Regions from separate parts of the Mus musculus genome. Here region 1 is linked to region 2. Evidence: chromatin contacts called from public promoter capture Hi-C data. All regions are on one chromosome and are shown on one strand. Each heading gives the region's core, a stretch centred on a gene start, on an enhancer-like site or on the middle of the called end of the contact. The rest is flanking DNA. Distances are from core to core; before and after follow the strand shown.

Region 1 (3,448 bases), core at 445-2,944, 2.8 Mb before region 2:
GAAGAGGAGGAGGAGGAGGAGGGGGTGGGGGAGGAGGAGGGGGAAAGGATTTTCTCTGCAATAAAATTCTGGTCCCCTAGACTTGAGCCTACAGTAATCATCAGTCTATAAAACAAGATGAAATCAAATAAATTAGGCTCAGCTACATTTTACAGCACTGTCTGCCTCGCTGGCCTGAACACTCTGGTTTCAAGTGGTCTTTTTGAGAAAGTAATTATCTGTGACAATATTAGCTTTCAGTTGCATTCCATGAACACTCAAGTTTCTCAGCCCCTTAACTCAACCTTTCAGACAACAGGTTCGCCATCAACAACCCCAGCACTTGTTCACCAAAATAAAATGATAAACAAGGAAACACAATCATATAGCTAGCTCTGTTTGTAGGTTGGTACACTTTTGGAAAATTTATGCCCACAAAATAAAACTGAAAATGTTTGGCAACTGTCAGTCAAAGAGAGACCTGAAAGAACTCACGGTTCTGAGGTACTCGTTAATCCCCTACATGGTCAGTGACTGGAAGTTGAGCCTTGCATTCTGACACAAAAAGAGGCAGGTTGGGTTCTTCAGTCATGCTTAGGCCTCATTTTCAAATTCTCTACCATAACCCTTCCTCAGGTGGTTCATCTATGGCAGTGTTGCTTAGAAAGACAATTCAAAGTTGACAATATAAGATGGGCCAATGAAAGAGGTAGGAAGTTAGGCCCAGATCTTTCTGAGCCCAGAACTCACAAAACCAGTGTTTTGCTGCTGTCTTTCAAAGATGATTTGGGATGGATATTTATGAAAAAATCTCTAGGAACCACCTCAACTGTCACAATGCAGGGTGTAAATGACCATGGAGGGCTCAAATGTGATACCTGGTGACACACTTCCAACTAAGGCTCAGGAAAATTCACAGAGAAAAAAAGCCCAAAAGGTTGAAAGGGGAACAGAATTATTCCTGGTAATAAGGTAAATAAGAACTCTCCCTCTCCCCTCTCCCCTCTCCCTTCTCCCCTCTCCCCCTCCCCCTCTCTCCTCTCTTTCCCTTCTCCCTTCTCCCCTCTCCCCTCTCCCTTCTCTCCTCTCCCTCTCCCTCTCTTTCCCCTCTCCCTTCTCCCCTCTCCCCTTCCCCCTCTTCCTCCTCCTCCCTCTCCCTCCTCCTCCTCCCTCTCTCCTCCTCTCTCCCCTCTCCCCTTCCTCCTCCTCCTCTCTCGTCCTCTCCCCTCTCCCCCTCTCTCCCCATCTCCCCCCTCTCCCCTCTCCCTTTTGATACAAAGTCTTACTACATAGCCCAGGCTGGCCACAGACTTGCTGCATAGCCCAGGCTAGCCTGGAACTTGCATTATGTTCCTATCACCTACTGAATGCTGGGATTGCAGGTGTCCGGCTTCAGCCCCAGCCCCAGGCCCTTCCTGATCATTTGTGGAACCTGTGGTTCTTTTTCAGAAGAGAATTTCTACAGCCAAAGCTTAGTGTTTTACTGAAGATCACAGAACACACCTTAAAAACAAAAACAAAAATCCAACTAGTCTTGAGTCACTGAGCTCTCAATTTTCATTTTCAGATGTAAGCAGCAAGGCGCCCAGTGTTCCTGTCTGCCTCTGGCATGGACTTTTGTATCTGGAGAGTGGGAGCAGCTCCTGTTACAGTAATTCTCACGAACTCACATGTTTTAAATGAAGCCTGGCTGCGAAGGAAGTCAAGGGGAAATGGAGAACTGCCCGTGATTGCTCGTCCCCAGCTCTGCTCGGCTCGCTCCATTCCGCACACAGCTGGCCTGAACAGAAAGCACTCTCCTAAATTTAGCCTCAGATTCATTTGAAAGACTCTTTCATGTCTTATCACCATCTTGTTGGGTAGCTATGTGGGCTTTTAATTTCCTGTTCTAAAATTTTACACCATCCAAAAATTAAATCAAAATGTTTTTATGTTGCTTTAGGACTCTCTCTCTCTCTCTCTCTCTCTCTCTCTCTCTCTCTCTCTCTCTCTCTCTCTCTCATGAGGCTAGCATCTTGCATCCATTCACCAATGTGGCAAAACCAAGAAGGGAAATTAATCTAACCACTACTTATATTTAGCACCCCAAAGGGAGCTCTGTGTTTTCTACGATGACAGAAAAGGCTGTAGTCTCCAGCAAGCACTGTCTTCTGCTCGCACACTTCCTGATGAGAGGGGATTTTTCAAGGGATGGTCTGTCCTTTGAAGAGAAAGAGGATCCTTCTACCCTGGGAGGTGTTAACCTAAATATTTACATGTGGCAATAATTAACAGGGAAATAGTACACAACACTAACAAAGAACAGACTTGTGGCATACCGTCATAACATTGGAGAACCTTGTCTGATGTTGCGCTAAAAAAAAAAAAAGGTGAGTTCCCTCGTCACACTCAAAGCTGATCTTCATATGAGTGCTAGATGAGTCAGTGACTGGAAGGGCCCAAGGGAAGCTTATGCACAACATGACTTAAGCACAACATGCTTGCACACACTCACACATGCACATACACATGTCCAGTGATTGGTATTTAAGATAATGCTCTTTAACAGCTTATTCAATGTCTTTATGCTTCACTAAAGCCATGTTTTGATTTTTGAAATGATTCAGACTGTTAGTAACAACTCCGTTTCCTACAGAACTTGTTATATTTTGTTTTGGTTTTCTTTAATACTTATTTTTCTGTTTTATTATTTATGTGTATGTGCTGTGTTTGTGTGCAGGTTCCTACAAAGCCCAGCAGGGAGTGTCAGATTCCCCGGCGCTGGTGTTACAGGTGTTTGTGAGGAGCCTGATGTGGGTGCTGGGAATTGAACTTGGGTCCTCTGGAAGAGAGCAGTACATGCTTTAAACACTGAGCCACATCTCTAGCCCTTGTTTTGTTTTCTCTAGACAATGTCTTATAGTATGTAGCACTGGCTGTCCTGAAATTTATTGTGTAGACCAGGCTGGCCTCAAAGTCATAGAGACCTGCCTGCCTGTCTCTACAGTGCTAAGATTGACTCCATCTGCCTCTAAGGTACTTTTAAAAGTGGAACCTAAAACCTAAAAGCCTAAAATAGTTCCTTATTTGTTATAAAATCCAAACAGCTCTGAAAGGCAAAATCAAAAGCTACCCACCTGGCATGGCAATATTTTAATTACTTCCTCCAACATTCTACCACGTGAAAGTATCAGATGTCTGGCCGCTAACCTTTTGGCTACAGAAGGTTGTTATACCTCATAACGATGCCACCAAATATATGGTACGTGGACTATCTTAAGGTACAACCCAATATACAAATATACGTGTGCTTTGTTAACCCTTGTAAAAGCCAAGTACAGTCTAAATATCAAAAGACATGTAGTGCTTATAATAAGTTTTGGGTAAAGATATCATTAAATTTTATTTCTTTGAAGATGCATTAAAAGGGGTCACTGGTACAATAAACTTGTGGTTTCACTGACGTTGTTGCTTAAGATGAGGGTAAATT
Region 2 (3,185 bases), core at 457-2,956:
GTTAACTTCCTGCCCAGTGGTCATTCTGATGTTGTAGGTCTGGTCTAGGATTAGTCATCCTTGTCCTACCAAGAACAGGGTCACAAATGGCCTTCACTATCTAAGGGAGGAAGAAAAGAGGATACCACTGTTTCTTAATGAAGCTTTTAAAAAGCATCATTTCAAAATCCCCAAGAACAAAAGGTGTATGATCTGTTTGCTTTCTGAAATGCCCTTAAGCTTAGCCTTCTGTATGTTCCTTGTCTACACATCCCTCAAGGTTAGTTTCTATATAAAGGCTCAATAACCTACCACTTGGACCTACATGTTTAAACAGTTTGTCCAACTCTGTCAAGACTCATGTGCACTCCTCAAGACTCATGTCTGACCCCAGCAAGTGAGCCCTCACTAACCCTTTAATGTGTTAAGTTCCCCCAGTTTCTAGTTCCTTCTGTTTGACTCTCAGACGATTCAAATAACTTCTTTGCCATCAGTATTCCCTGGGGGTACGCAAATCCCCAAAGGAGCTCTGTGTCGTCAGTACTATAGTACGTAGCAGGAAGGCTCATAGGTATCAGAAATTGAAGCTTGGAATATTCCTTAAGAGTATCTACCAATGGAGGCATTCAAAGAAGAAAAAGGAATACAATTTTATGATGGGTGTCTTTTTTTTTTTTTAATTCCTGTTTGACAACCTAAGCAATGAAGTTATTCATAAATCCGACTGATTTAAAGCTGCAATCAGAACACTAGTGTTAATATTCCACAAATGGTTTTAAAAACATGTTATCAAACCTCACTGCTAACAGGAGGTTTACCCTGGAGCAGCTCAAAATCAAGACACAACACCTTAGCAATGCTGCTTTTTAACTTAAGCATAAACTAAACCACCAGAAACTACCAACAATACACATTTCTCTGGATTACCCAAGTCTGCAATCCTGGCAGGAAGCCTGTGTCGCAGCTCAGTCCAATTTGTAACACAGGGCATTTTACCCTAAAAGATGTTTTGACTCAGCTACGGTCCTGACACAAAAAATGAACTGGGCAGACTGACAGGGTCCACCTGTAAAAGTTTGACTGCAAAGACAGCGTCATCTGGGCTCTGCGTGCTCCCCGTAGGTAAACAAAATCTTTGCAGTTTCAGGTGATGATGCTTTCTAAAGCTGCTGGCAAACTCCGAGAAGCTTATCGAAAGCACCACAACCTGAAATCGGAAAAAGACGGGGCAAGTTTCTTTAAACTTTCACATGCAAAATGCAGCCCGCTAAATTTATAAAGACGAAGAAGTCTCAAAAATCATTAATATATGACCAGGGAAGAGTCCTAAGGTGGGGGGAGACCCAGAAACCTTTAATCACTAAACATGGACACCAGGACCCCTCCCTCCCTTCCTTGGAATGTGAAGCTCAAACCCCGTTAATATTTACAGCAAAATTACTAGTCAGGTGTGGTGGTGCACGCCTTTAATTCCAGTATTTGGGAGGCAGAGACAGGTAAATCTCTGCGTTCCAGGGTATCATGGTGTACATACTGAGCTCCGAGCCAGTCAAGGATACACAGTGAGACCCTTTTTCAAAAAACAAACAAAAAACCCAAAAATTACTTGTCAAAGTGTGAGTTATGGCGACAAAGAAACCTCATAAACAATCATAACAGAAAGCCACTTCCGGCAGAAAGGCCTGCAATTCCAGAACTATCTCAAAGGTAAGGATGACATAAGGGATAGTCACATCCTGTATTGAATGGGGTAATTTTCCTACAGTCCACATCAAGCCAGGCTTCATGGTGCTAAGTGTAATCTCAGTCAGACAGGAGGATCAGGAATTCTGGTCTTCCTTAGCTATATGGCAAGTTCAAGGCTAGCCCAGAGCCTCAAGACCTCTGGTCTCAAAACAAAACATTAGCATGTCAAGGCTTGTTTTAGGATCACAAAGCAAGACCCAACTTGTAAAAATAAGTCCTCAAACTTACTGTTAATTATGAATTCCTAATTTTAGCAGTCATCTTTTATAAATTATTTTTTTTCTTTAATTTGGGCAGTGTAAACCCTTTTAAATTACACCTCTCGAAATAAAAAAAAAAAAAAAAAAAAACAAAAAACAAAAAAACAAAAAACTGGTAGTAAATGACACAGCAGCAGACACTCAGTTTTTTTGTTTTGTTAAAATAGCTAAACCAAACATTAGCCAGAAGCAGTTGGCACGAACTACTCAAGTAGCTATGCTGTGCTGCACACACAGGCTCGGCTCAGTGGTCTGGGGAATGGAGGTGAGAGTCACAGGAAACAGCTGGATGCTAGGTCTGAGATACTTGCAGGCTTCACAGGCCGGATGTCACCTGAACTCTAAAACTGCAGTTTGAATAGGCGCTTCTTTTGTTCAAGCAGCAACAAAAAGTCTTGACAGCAAAGTCAAAGACACTTCTCTATTTCATTTATGATGATGACATCTTAGGTACTCAGGATAGACCTGAACAGTGTGGAAGAGTCCAGTGTTCAAAGCCAGTCAGGCAGCTTCCAAGGAGTTCCCAAATGATACACAAATTGGCCAGCAGGAGAGTGAGACCTGCTTTAAACCAGCCTGGGATATAATGCTCAAACTCAAATTTGAAATGAGGGACCTTTTAGAGAAAGGGCTAGATGAAATATGTCATTTAAAAAAAATGTCACAATGAGACCCATTATTGTGTAGAAAGAAGAAGAATCTGAGCTCCTGGTCTGGAGCTGTGCCATATTATCCGAGACGCCTGCATTCTGGGGGCTAAAGCAGGAAGATCTAGAGTGGGGGGGCCAGCCTGAGCTACATATAGAACAAGAGACCATCTCAGAAAGCAAAATAAGGGAAACAAAATCCAAACTCTTCCAAATAGCCTACTGACAAAAATATATGAATTCCATTCGTACTCTTAAATACATGGCATGTTTAGGGTTTAGTGATGTGTTTCTGGATCGTTAATAAAAGTATCAGGGAAACTTATTACAAATTAAAAAACAAAACAAAACAAAACCAAAAAACCTCCAATTTGTTTGGAAATACTACTGACTTAGAACAATTACTGACTTAAAGTCATTTAAATTGCCTCAATTCCCAGTGTTCACATGTTTTCACATGCTGCCCCTCCCCCAATCCAGTTAATTTTAACTGTAAAGCAGAACTCAAATTTCTGCTTTCAATTTCCACCAAAATATCAGTTTATCTTCTACA

Evidence for each region. Promoter capture Hi-C pulls out the DNA fragments that hold promoters and counts their contacts.
Region 1: a contact with region 2 is called in a promoter capture Hi-C map of pre-B cells, with 4 times the contacts expected there. The contact joins two enhancer-like sites. A contact is called at or near these places in 2 of 39 promoter capture datasets (liver and pre-B cells).

Annotation. Positions count from the first base shown.
Region 1 is chr10:99,391,992-99,395,439 of GRCm38.p6, reverse strand. No RefSeq gene overlaps it. Among named protein-coding and RNA genes, the nearest start is that of Gm34983, 66 kb to the left of the region's middle. Within about 2 kb of position 1,694, at least 83 of the 459 cell types and tissues checked have an H3K27ac peak or open chromatin away from gene starts, as enhancers often do. A contact at or near this core is called in pre-B cells, where this site is marked.
Region 2 is chr10:96,620,257-96,623,441 of GRCm38.p6, reverse strand. Btg1 (BTG anti-proliferation factor 1) reads right to left here. Exons shown (of 2, transcript NM_007569.2): 2 at 629-3,185. Among named protein-coding and RNA genes, the nearest start is that of Btg1, 4.8 kb to the right of the region's middle. Within about 2 kb of position 1,706, at least 108 of the 459 cell types and tissues checked have an H3K27ac peak or open chromatin away from gene starts, as enhancers often do. A contact at or near this core is called in pre-B cells, where this site is marked.